2 separate regions of the Salmo salar genome follow, and region 2 is linked to region 1. Evidence: chromatin contacts called from public Hi-C data. All regions are on one chromosome and are shown on one strand. Each heading gives the region's core, a stretch centred on a gene start, on an enhancer-like site or on the middle of the called end of the contact. The rest is flanking DNA. Distances are from core to core; before and after follow the strand shown. Region 1 holds the start of LOC123724006 (protein capicua homolog). Region 2 has its middle 21 kb from the start of LOC106588416.

Evidence for each region. A called contact is a pair of places that touch in the nucleus more often than the background predicts.
Region 2: a contact with region 1 is called in a Hi-C map of muscle, with 7 times the contacts expected there. The contact joins the enhancer-like site here to the promoter of LOC123724006 in region 1. A contact is called at or near these places in 2 of 3 Hi-C or Micro-C datasets (gill and muscle).

The regions. Positions count from the first base shown.
Region 1 is chrssa27:9,937,234-9,943,847 of Ssal_v3.1, forward strand. It overlaps LOC123724006 (protein capicua homolog), which reads right to left and starts at 2,163. Exons shown (of 2, transcript XM_045709806.1): 1 at 1,973-2,163.
Region 2 is chrssa27:9,998,373-10,004,747 of Ssal_v3.1, forward strand. No RefSeq gene overlaps it. Among protein-coding and RNA genes, the nearest start is that of LOC106588416, 21 kb to the left of the region's middle. Within about 2 kb of position 3,254, at least 2 of the 13 cell types and tissues checked have an H3K27ac peak or open chromatin away from gene starts, as enhancers often do. A contact at or near this core is called in muscle, where this site is marked.

The sequences.
Region 1 (6,614 bases), core at 913-3,412:
GACCTGTATTGTTGTGACCACACTCCACGTAAACTGCTGTTTGATAATACACACAGTTACAACCCAGTACCTGTGTTAAACAAATTATATTTGGGAGACTTGAGATTGCGTCCAAAGAACTGTCATCACAATGTCATTTGTTGCCTCGCTTTTTTTCAAGTTAGAAGTGTGCACATTGTTTACTCAATAGTGCACACCGGCAAGTATGTGGGTGAGTGTCATAATTAAAACAATTTCGATAAATGAAGGTACAACGCATTTCCCTTCTAAATGTATGAGCCTTATCCATTTATCAATATTGCGTCAATGTTCAATCTTCTGTTCCGTCAAGGTTCACTCGGGCTCCAGAGTGGCACAGCTGTCTAAGACACAGCATCTCTGGTGCTAGAGGCATCGCTACAGACACCAGGCTATATCACAACCGGCCGTGATTGTGAGTCCCATAGGGACTCGCACAAATGACCCAGCGTCGTCCTGGGTTTGGCCGGTGTAGGCCGTCATTGTAAATAAGAATTTGTTCTTAACAGATTTGTCTAGTTAAATAAAGGTTAAAAAAATATATATATGTTGCTCATATCTATGCTGTAGAAACTTAGCATGCTGAACTATTACCATGTTATAGCTTTGCCATTTGTCACCATTGGAGAACTTGTGGTAATATCCTATGTGACCATAATGAAAAATCAATATTCACATAACATCCCAATGTGCACAGACGTCAATTCAACGTATAGTCTACGTTGGTTAAACGTAATTTCATTTAAACGACGTGGGGGAGAATAAAAAAAAACGTTGATTCAACCAGTGTGTGCACAGTGGGGTGAATTTACACCTCTACAATTTCGATTCATCGACACATAACTATAAAACGATGATAACTACTGGAGAATGTTGCACTGATAGCGGAACTTACCGGATAACTGACAAACTTCACGTAGGGCCTACCTACCAAAGCACTTCGGCTGAAAATAGATCGAAAACAAACTACAACCCTAAAACCGAAGCGATGTCAAATGCGAAACGAACGCGAGAATGGCGTCACTGTTAGTTTCGCTGAATAAGTAACGTTACCGTATATGTGTCAACCCCTCTTATTGGTCGTAGCGCTTTGCGATTACTATCAGCTTACTACACAACCAGCTTACTACACAACAGGGCCGTGAAGTCCAGTGACGCAGGTCTAACAACACAAGGCCGCTTAGAAAAATCTTCTTCGTGCAACATTTAACACGGGGAATTTAAACAGTTAAAAAAGGCCCGGCATTCCAAAATATGGTGCTGTGGAACAACTCATCGAAAGGTATTCCAAACAGATTTAGGCTTTACTTAAATCAATCTAACAATATGTCATTAACGTTACATCGTGCGACGGGCAGCCAAAGTAATTATGCTGCGAATTCATTCGTGACAACCGTTGTAAAATGTCGACATTACTGGATGCAACTTAGAAAGTAATTTACCGGCGAGTGCAAACTGCAACATTGTACATTAAGTTACAATAAAAAGTTTAAAAAAAAAAATGTGGACACAACGTAGAAACGCGGCCCACAAGCCTGCAGGCGAAGGACAGATTCAAATAGACATTTTGTATCACGAATAGTAGCCTATGTAGAGTTAATAAAGCGAATAACTATGTAGGTGATGCAGATCGCTTCAATGTTTGCTTTCAATCGCGACCTAAGAAAAACACTTCTAGGAAGTCTCAGTCTTATAATGGCAGTTATGGCGTTGAATATTTTCTGGGGGAAAAGTTTTAGGCTGACAATCCACCCGCACCGCTCCCTTTTCATGAAGTGTGGCATCCAATCCCCTCTTTACTTCTCTCCGTGGAGTATTATAAAAAATGAAAATATATTTGTATTAGTAGTTACAAAGGGTGCTTATTATTGGCAACGTCTACAACGTAGCAGGTCGACAAAGCAAAACAGGCTACTGCAGTGCTGCAGAAGAAAGATTTGTAGGTTTTACTCACCACAAAATTATTTTCAATGCAGATATTTATCGAGTCAGTAGGGGAATCGTTAGTAGGCCTATAGTCGGAAATCCAGGGTTGACATTTAACAGACTGTCACATTATCTTTCTTCTGTAAAGCAACTTAAAGGAGGAAAAACTACTGACTGCTCTGTACATTCTACTCTACAGTCGCAAAATGGTGAATGAAGCCCAAAGCCTTGACACTAGTCCATGTAGCCAATCAGAGGACACATTTGAGTACAGTAGCCAGTAGATTTCACGAATCCAAGGAACTACATGGCAATGTGTATTTGATTGACACCGTGTTTAGTCGAATCGTGCTGTGGCAAAACACCAAACAGCTGTTTATGACAGGGCTGCGGCATCCAATAGTGCTTTAGGGGAGGTCTGCTGACAGGGAGTAGGCGGGCGAATGGAATAAAAATAACTCTCTTCACCAGTCTACAAACGCACACAGAGGAGATAACGGTCCTATAAAAATTGGAATTTGGGACCTGATGTTCTTTAACGCTCGGTTTTGCAGTTGTGGTAATATAAGGACATCTGTTGTAAAAAATAATAATACATTTAACCTGTAGCTTACATGACCAGTATAGAAGAGGCAAGTGACGTTCAACCAGCAAGTAAATGGGGAGGGGAATGGGATAGAAAAAAGTTTAGAGCGGTTTATTTTCGCTAATCAATGCGCTCACGCAAGTGACATCGAAAACCTAGACATTATGAATGTCAATTTCTGTTATTTATTTCGAATATACGTTTTTTATCCATCGTTTTTTCCCTATTGTATCCTTTGATATTTTCATTCTTCTCCTTTACATTAGCCAATCTAGCCAATCACAGCGCTCTATATACTATCGTTGACGTCAGTGCGCGCTTTGTCCCGCCTCCCCATCCAACGGTTGACTATAAAGCTAACGTCACCAAATCAATCTACGATTGGCCAAATGATACAGGGTCTCTAGGCCAATGACCAAGTACTGTGATGAGGTCATCATGCTTGTTGCCATCAGCTGAGCCAAACAGGAAGGGTCCAGAGTAAATGAGTCTAAACCTAGGATTACTGTTCCTAAGGGAATGAGCCATATATATTCCTCTATAACATTTCATAATGATGATGGGTATCATGTTCGTATGGATTGGTTTGTAGCAGTGCAACACACCGTGCACTGTTCCCTGCATGTACAGATGGTGAGCGGACTGGTTTTGGTCAACAGTATAGTTCTGCTTACTGCGGCAATGAAGTATGTTTGTCACGCACATACCATGTAGTTATAACATGTTAGGGTGGTTCGTAACCTTTGTGCGTGGAAGTGCACACACACACACACACACACGCGCACACACAGAGCAGGTTCATACACACATACGTGCATGCATGGACGCGCATACACACATGTCAAGCTCATACACATATATGCGCATTCATAGGCCTACATACCAGGCTCATACACACATACTGCACATGCGCGCACACACACACGCTATACGTGCACGCACACACACACACACACACACACACACACACACACAGTTCCACGCCTTGATGGGTAGAGCACTGCAGTCTCTCAGCAGTCTGTGTTCATTCACAGTGTCTACGCATCATCAGAAATGTAGGACAACAGAATATGAGAGAAGTAACTTTGAGAAAGGATTTCATAAACCGGCGACATAGAGATGCAAACATCATACAGAATCTCTCGTTTTTGAATGAGCTCGTTGAGTAATCTGGTAACATTTAGCCTACAGTAAAGCCTGCTGGTATAAAGGTCTATAACTCTGAACAAAAACAATACAATGACTTATAATAAGGCTTATATTATTTCATACTATTTTCAAATCATTCTAAAAAGCAATTTGTCAAAATCATTATGTGATGATTATAAGGCTTTATAAGGGGACTATGCGTGGGCATGACAAGTCTTACAATGCATTATAGCTGCATCATAACCCATTACTCCTAATCCTGTTCTTCTCTCAGAGCCCTTTTAGGAGCATGATAAATACTACATGTAGGAAAGCAAAAATCCTATATCCACATTACATAAACGCATAGCTATGTGGGAAAGCTCAATCCCTCTGTGACACTGACTCACTGAGGACATCTGCATGGACAGAGAGGAGATAGCATACAGTAAACATGTACTAACATGCAACGCTGCTACTATGGGCAGAGTTCAAGTGGTGAGTCTGGCCAGGTTAGAAAAGTAGCTCTCCCATTCACATGACACACTGGTAATGAATCCCGATTACAGGGATCTGGCTCACATGCTGTCCAGGCCAATCTCTCTCCCTAAATACACAAACACACACACACACACACACACGGAAGCATACTGCTGCACACAAGTATGCTCTCACGCACACAGTAGCTCTTGGGCTTTGAGTTTCTGTTTACAAAAGGGGCTTGATGCAGTCTATGTCTCCAATTGGTTGCAAGGACCCTGGAATAAAAGTACTTTCACTGTAAACTGTACATTGAACATGCTTTGTACTCCAAGGTTAGGCTTACCTTGGGTCCATGTAACCATCCCCTTTTGTTCAGAAAATGATTATAATGGAGGTAGCTTCAAAAAATAGCAGAGAACAATATGTGATGTAAACAAAGGCAAGGACAAGTGTACACTATGTAACCCATAATGCAATAGGCTGGAGTTCTATAGATGCATACCGTCTGAAGCCTGGTTTAGATCTTATCTGTCGGAAAGATATCAGTTTGTCTCTGTGAATGGTTTGTCCTCTGACAAATCAATTGTAAATTTCGGTGTTCCTCAAGGTTCCGTTTTAGGACCACTATTGTTTTCACTATATATTTTACCTCTTGGGGATGTTATTCGAAAACATAATGTTAAATTTCACTGCTATGCGGACGACACACAGCTGTACATTTCAATGAAACATGGTGAAGCCCCAAAATTGCCCTCGCTAGAAGCCTGTGTTTCAGACATAAAGAAGTGGATGGCTGCAAACTTTCTACTTTTAAACTCGGACAAAACAGAGATGCTTGTTCTAGGTCCCAAGAAACAAAGAGATCTTCTGTTGAATCTGACAATTAATCTGGATGGTTGTACAGTCGTCTCAAATAAAACTGTGAAGGACCTCGGCGTTACTCTGGACCCTGATCTCTCTTTTGAAGAACATATCAAGACTGTTTCAAGGACAGCTTTTTTCCATCTACGTAACATTGCAAAAATCTGAAATTTTCTGTACAAAAATGACGCAGAAAAATTAATCCATGCTTTTGTTACTTCTAGGCTGGACTACTGCAATGCTCTACTTTCCGGCTACCCGGATAAAGCACTAAATAAACTTCAGTTAGTGCTAAATACGGCTGCTAGAATCCTGACTAGAACCAAAGAATTTGATCATATTACTCCAGTGCTAGCCTCCCTACACTGGCTTCCTGTTAAGGCAAGGGCTGATTTCAAGGTTTTACTGCTAACCTACAAAGCATTACATGGGCTTGCTCCTACCTATCTTTCCGATTTGGTCCTGCCGTACATACCTACACGTACGCTACGGTCACAAGACGCAGGCCTCCTAATTGTCCCTAGAATTTCTAAGCAAACGGCTGGAGGTAGGGCTTTCTCCTATAGAGCTCCATTTTTATGGAATGGTCTGCCTACCAATGTGAGAGACGCAGACTCAGTCTCAACCTTTAAGTCTTTACTGAAGACTTATCTCTTCAGTAGGTCCTATGATTAAGTATAGTCTGGCCCAGGAGTGTGAAGGTGAACGGAAAGGCTGGAGCAACGAACCGCCCTTGCTGTCTCTGCCTTGCCGGTTCCCCTCTTTCCACTGGGATTCTCTGCCTCTAACCCTTTTACAGGGGCTGAGTCACTGGCCTACTGGTGTTCTTCCATGCCGTCCATGGGAGGGGTGCGTCACTTGAGTGGGTTGAGTCACTGACGTGGTCTTCCTGTCTGGGTTGGCGCCCCCCCCCTTGGGTTGTGCCATGGCGGAGATCGTTGTGGGCTATACTCGGCCTTGTCTTAGGACGGTAAGTTGGTGGTTGGAGACATCCCTCTAGTGGTGTGGGGGCTGTGCTTTGGCAAAGTGGGTGGGGTTATATCCTGCCTGTTTGGCCTTGTCTGGGGGTATCATCGGATGGGGCCACAGTGTCTTCTGATCCCTCCTGTCTCAGCCTCCAGTATTTATGCTGCAGTAGTTTATGTGTCGGGGGGCTAGGGTCAGTCTGTTACATCTGGAGTATTTCTCTTGTCTTATCCGGTGTCCTGTGTGTATTTAAACATGCTCTCTCTAATTCTCTCTTTCCCTCTTTCTGTCTTTCTCTCGGAGGACCTGAGCCCTAGGACCATGCCTCAGGACTACCTGGTATGATGACTCCTTGCTGTCCCCAGTCCACCTGGCCGTGCTGCTGCTCCAGTTTCAACTGTTCTGCCTGCGGCTATGGAACCCTGACCTGTTCACCGGACGTGCTTGTTGCACCCTCGACAACTACTATGATTATTATTATTTGACCATGCTGGTCATTTATGAACATTTGAACATTTTAACATCTTGACCATGTTCTGTTATAATATCCACCCTGCACAGCCAGAAGAGGACTGGCCACCCCTCATAGCCTGGTTCCTCTCTAGGTTTCTTCCTAGGTTTTTGGCCTTTCTAGGGAGTTTTTCCT
Region 2 (6,375 bases), core at 2,004-4,503, 62 kb after region 1:
CGTCGTCCGGGTTTGGCCGGGGTAGGCCGTCATTGTAAATAAGAATTTGTTCTTAACTGACTTGCCTAGTTAAATAAAAAAGAGCTTTCCACACCTGGATTGGGCAACACTTGCCCATTATTCTTTTCAAAATTACTCAAGCTTTGTCTAATTAGTTGTTAATCATTGCTAGATAAACATTTTCAGGTCAAGCCATAGATTTTCAAGTAGATTTAAGTCAAAACTGTAACTCGGCCACTCATGGACAGTATAGATTTGGCCTTGTGTTTTAGGTTATTGTCCTGCTGAAAGGTGAATTAATCTCCCAGTGTCTGGTGGAAAGCGGCTGAACCAGGTTTTCCTCTGGGATTGTGCCTGTGCTTAGCTCCATTCCGTTTACTTTTTATCGTGAACAACTCCCCAGTCCTTAACGATTACAAGCATACCCATAACATGATGCATCACCACTATGCTTGAAAATATGGAGAGTGGTACTCTGGATTTGTCCCAAACATAACACTTTGTATTCAGGACTAAAAGTTAATTGAATGCCACACTTTTTGCAGTATTACTTTAGTGCCTTGTTGCAAACAGGATGCATGTTTTGGAATATTTTTTATTATTTTCACTCTTTCATTTAGGTTAGTATTGTGGAGGACCTAGAATTGACAATGTTGTTGATCCATCCTCAGTTTTCTCCTATCACAGCCATTAAACTTTGTAACTGTTTTAAAGTCACCATTTTAGTAAATACTTTAGTAAACACTTATTTTTCTTAAAACTGCATTGTTGGTTAAGGGCTTGTAAGTAAGCATTTCACTGTAAGGTCTACACCTGTTGTACTCGGCGCAAGTGACACATCTTTTTTTAATCCATTTTAAATTCAGGCTGTAACACAACAAAATAGTTCATAGCGGTTAATCAATGTTAGCCTATCCACATTGTGAGATTTGAAAAATAGGGTAAGCAACATGATGATTGGCTAAGGTTTTATAATCTGACCAGAGGTTACATCAAATTAATTATTTTCAACCACAGTATTGTAATGAGGAAATCTCTATTTCTTTCCTAAGTGGTGCTGAGGGAATCACAATGAACAACAGAACACACAAGTGCCGACACTGATACGGGGAGAGACCAATTCGCACCAATACATCTGCATTCATTTAAAAAAACAAATAGACAGACACTAAAGAGCCATTGAGTGGGGGATGAAGGAGAGTTAAGTGAGGATGGCATTTGTCACTCACTACCATTTGAGTGTCAATGATGTTATGACGATGAAGATATTTTCAGTGTCACAGTCTCCTCAACACTCTACAGCTCTCCTCCCCCCACGAGATGATAGGGGCCCACATATCTTCGAGGCTTTTTCAAAGCCCAAAGACAATATGAACTGAGGCCCTCAAGTCATACAAGTGACAGACACACAGCTGAGGCACAGCTCCTTAGGACAAGAGGGGTGAGATGGAGGGAAGAGAGGGAGGAAGGGTTTTAAAGGAGGAACGGGGATTAAGAAAGAGGAGGGTCAGGGGGAGAGAGGGAAAGTGGAGATTTAATGGCGAGAGTAGCGAGGGTAAGTGGAAGGCCTAGAACGGTGGGGGGAGGGGGAGAAGCAGAGAGCGAGAGAGGGAGACGGAGTGAATGGGGCCTTTGTGATCAAAAGGCTTGTTTATTTTCTTGGCGCTTGAACTCTTCAGGAAACACATTGGGTCTGTCTGGCGTCCTCACCTTACAAACCCTCCCCAAGCTAACCTCTACTGTGCCTGCCTGTGCCCTGTCGCCTCTTACCAGCACTGAAATACTTCCAACATTAGATTACATACTTTAGACTGGGGAAAGTGGAGACATAGACACGCGTACTATATAGACACACACACTGTTCATTTTCTCCTCTCTGCCCGCTCCTTCCCTCTCTCTCCCAGCTGGTATTCACACATGTGTAATGGGATTACTACGCTCTTGCACTGGGGAAAGAGGGGACCGAAATGGAAGAAGAGGGGATGATGAGGCCATGGAAGATAACAGCCGGGGGCGGAAGAGGCAGGGGAGGTTATAAAGGGGATGGTTCAGGAGGGGGAGAGAGGGGTTTATGAAAAGGCAAACAAAGGCAAACAAAGATTCTAGAAGGAGAATACAAAGACAGAGGGGCAAGAAAGGCCCTCAAATGATCCCGTTATTAGACTGTTGGAAGTTCATGGGAGGAAATCGGATAGTTTCACAAATGAATTTCTAGCCCACCATTACATTTTAGAAATTCTAAAATGCACAATATCGGCACAATGCAAACAAAACGTCTCTGTGAAGCTGCTCTATGCGTATAATTCCAATTTCTATTCAAATTGTTTGGCTATAGTGAGCATTTCTAAAGCGGCACACATATAAAATAACTAAAACACGTAACCTCCCAATGAAGTTTAAATAAAGTATTGTGGAACCTCAAAGAGAGAGTGAGAGAGAGGCCACAGTGAATCCTTGAGGAAGAGAAACTGCGGAGAGGAATGTGAGATAGTTGACCTATTTTTCCATCTGTGCGCCAAATCTATAATGTACAGAAGTAGAGAGAGTGAGAGAGAGAGAGAGAGAGAGAGAGATCGAGGGAGAAAAGCAAGAGGAGGGGAGGTTAACAGTATGGGAGAGGGAAAGTTTACAGGCCTAATAGGAAGGGAGAGTGGGGGAAATAAGTTACGGGAAAGTGTGTGTGTGTATATGACAGTGTGAGAGGGCTGGAGACAGGGGGAGGGAGAGTGAGAGAGGCAGAAGTCAGAGGTATGTGTGGAACGATGTCAGTCTATATTGAGTTCAGTGTGTATGCGAGGACAGGGTCTCCTGTGTCTCACCGAGGAACTTCCCCTTCCTATTCCGATTGGCAACATGCACACCACTTCCCACTTCTCTCTCTCTCTCTCTGCCCTCACTCTTTCTCTACCCTCTCTCTCTACCCTTACTCTATCGTTGTCTGTCTTTTACGCCTGCCATCTCTTGCTTTCTGTAAACTAGGTCTGAAATCAGACTGAATTTCAACACACCCACTATTTACATAGGATGAAAAACCTGGACTGGGGAACAGAAACTTCTGCCTCAACCTTAAATTGCAGCTCTGGGAGGTTTTGTCGCTTTTCGGCTAGGGTGGAGTCTACATGCGATGGCTCCCTTTGGGCACATAAGGAAAATAAGCATGGCGGTTGGCACAGGGTGCCAGGACTGCTGAGCGGAGAACCAGCCAGCCGGCGGTCCAGAGGCGAGCGCCAATCTCAACCGTGTGTGGTCACACACTGAAGCAGACAGACAGTTGCGTCATCTGGGACTACGCATGTCTACAAGAGATGACACATGGAGAGGGTGGCAGTCGTCAAAAGACATACAGCAGCTCATCCTAGGGCCCAAAGGTGATCGTCCTGATCAGGAAAGAATCAGGAGGATAGTTATAGCGGTAGTTTATACTAGGGCCCTGAGCTTTTCCTGGAAGTGTAGCAGTCTTATTTTGTTTTATTCTGGTCAGGTCATGTTAGAGAGGAAGTCTTCTCTGTAACTAACTGACTCAACTGTGTAAATGATTACAGTGGTATTTGTTGTGATAGTTATTGTGACAGGCAGAAATGAAGTAGACTACAGGTCAATACAGGTCCTCTGCATGTGATTCATTCATTATCACAATGAAACTTCCTACACATAAACTTGTGATTCATCCATTAACACAGTGGAAATCCTCTGTTAGTTCCCACCGGAATACACTTACCAGTATATGGCATTTATCATGCAGCTGCAGGATATCTTTCAAACAGGAAAAAAGTAAATGGGCCCTTTCTTATTCACGTCAGAATCGAACCAAACCGTACTAATTTGCACGTTTAGGCATAACATTTAAAGAAGTGAATTGTTCCTCCTCAGTACACAGTGTTACCTGCACAACCACTTGTGTTGACCTCTAATTCAAATATGTATTCAAATGAGCTTAAACCTGCATGACGCGTCTGTACAGGTTGACGCTACCAGTTATTCTCAAGTCAGGAATGCAAAGTACTCAACTTCCAGTACATTTGTTTTCTTTGTCAGTCTGAAGGCCCTGCTCTGATTTTCAAGGGAACGTTTTATACTCCGTTCTATATTGGTCTGAATAAAAGACTCAGCAAGGGTACCTTTTGAATTAGGTCCCCTTCAAAATCATACATGAAAAACGCTTTTGTATATGTTAAATCGGCAGCAGTACATGGGTGCCATGATTGGCTGTTCCTACACGTGGCTCAGCCAGGCCTTCTCAAAGCATGTTTTCTCATTCTTGTGTAGGTGTCCATCTAGTGGTGGCTCTTATTAGTAGCCCAATATATCAAACGTCATAGCAATTGCCAACAACAACATAGAATGTGTTGGGCCATGCCACGCTCCATTATACATTTAAATGGGCCAGTGTGGGCATGAATGTGGCATTTCACTAAGCCCACACCAGTCTATGTGGTGTCTGTTGGTGAATTTGAGACACACTGGCAATAAACATTAGGAGAGAAATAGCCAATAGCCTCAACTGTGTATTATGGGGGGGGGGGCTTTCTCACCTCACTAGGCAGTGGAACGTGTGTGAATGCCCAACACACACAGACGCCCTCTGCAACAGCCTGGCAGGTTCTCCATTCGTTTCTAGCCCTTGATGGATTCCTCGGTTAACACATGTAGGATAAACAAGACTTCCCAGAAGAGAGGAAGAAGGACTGGGACTGACTGGAAAGATCCCTCATCGGTTCTCCCCCCCCCTCCTACACTACTAGGCCACCCAGATCCACCACACCATACCAAACGCATCAGGATTTTGTTACCATTCACCACACCAGACCAAAAGCATCAGGATTTTGTTACCATTCACCACACTAGACTAAAAGCATCAGGAGTTTGTTACCCGCAGTAACTCTCAGACAGACACTACGCAGTCTTGTGAAAGGATGATTTAAAGTGAGATTTGTCACTCGATTAAGATGACGCAAGTCTGTTTGGTTTTGGTTACCTGGTAATCTCCCACTGTGGGCTCTACCCCTATTATTGTCATATACTGAAAAGAAGGATGATATTTTCCAATTCATGTCATGTGGGAGCCGTAAGGCTGCTTCCATGATTCTGGGAAGCAGCAACAGTCTAATCTCAATGAATGAATGTATCCATCATGTAGGATGAGTATTCCATATCAATTCCAGACGATCCACGATATCCTCGATTAAAACTGAAAAACACTATGCCACCCACTAATTTACTAGAAAGACTGCACAAAGTCTGACCAAACTCTAAACCACAGTGTAGGTATAGCATACTATAGCTGAGTTCGGGTTCATCATGATGATATTATAAAATTAGAACTGAATAACTTACACCTATTTCAAAATAAAGTAACAATAGCGTTCATGACTGCAGTGGAAAGAGGTTAAAAGTATATATACATACATGGAGGCTACACAGAGGAGGAAGGGGAGGACCATCCTTCTCAGTGAATTTCATAAAAATAAATGTTTTAAAACATTACAAAAGTTATCCTTTTTAGATAAAACTATATTAAATATAATCACGTCACCAAAAAATGTATTTAAACACACTGTTTTGCAATGAAGGTCTACAGGATCCTCAACAGCACTCTGTAGGGTAGCACCATGGTGTAGCCGGAGGACAGCTAGCTTCCATCCTCCTCTGGGTACATTGACTTCAATACGAAACCTAGGAGGCTCATGGTTCTCACCCCCTTCCATAGACTTACACAGTAATAATGACAACTTCCAAAGGATGTCCTCCAACCTATCAGAGCTCTTGCAGCATGAACTAACATGTTGTCCACCCAATCAAAGGATCAGATAACAAATTTAGTACTGATAGCATAAGCTACAGCTAGCTAGCACTGCAGTGCATAAAATGTGGTGAGTAGTTGACTCAAAGAGAGAGAAAGACAATAGTTGAAGAGTTTTGAGAAATAGAGTGAGAGAGATTTCTTTATTTTTTTCTTCTCACTTTCAGTTTCACTTACTTAGCTAGAAAAAGCAGCTAACTGGTTCAGCCTACAGAGGGATGCTATGTTAGCTAGCTGGCTATGACTATCCAACACAACACTGGAACTCAAGGTAAGTTTTTGGTTTTACTCATTTATTGCCACCTGGGCCTGCCGGTGTAACTGCTTACTGACTATACACTGTAACATTACTGCATGTGTGTAGCCGGTTTACTAATGCATTAATTCTATTAGCTATGCTGACTATGACGTTACTTTAGAAAATATGGTGACAATGATGTAGGCTGTGTGTAGCGGTTAGGCTTGGAGAGGTTTCTTCACTCGTTGACATACAGCTGATGTGAAGTGCATTGAAGTCCACAAGCAATGGGAAGAGATGAGAGCGTATAGATGCGAGAAGGAATACAACTTGACTA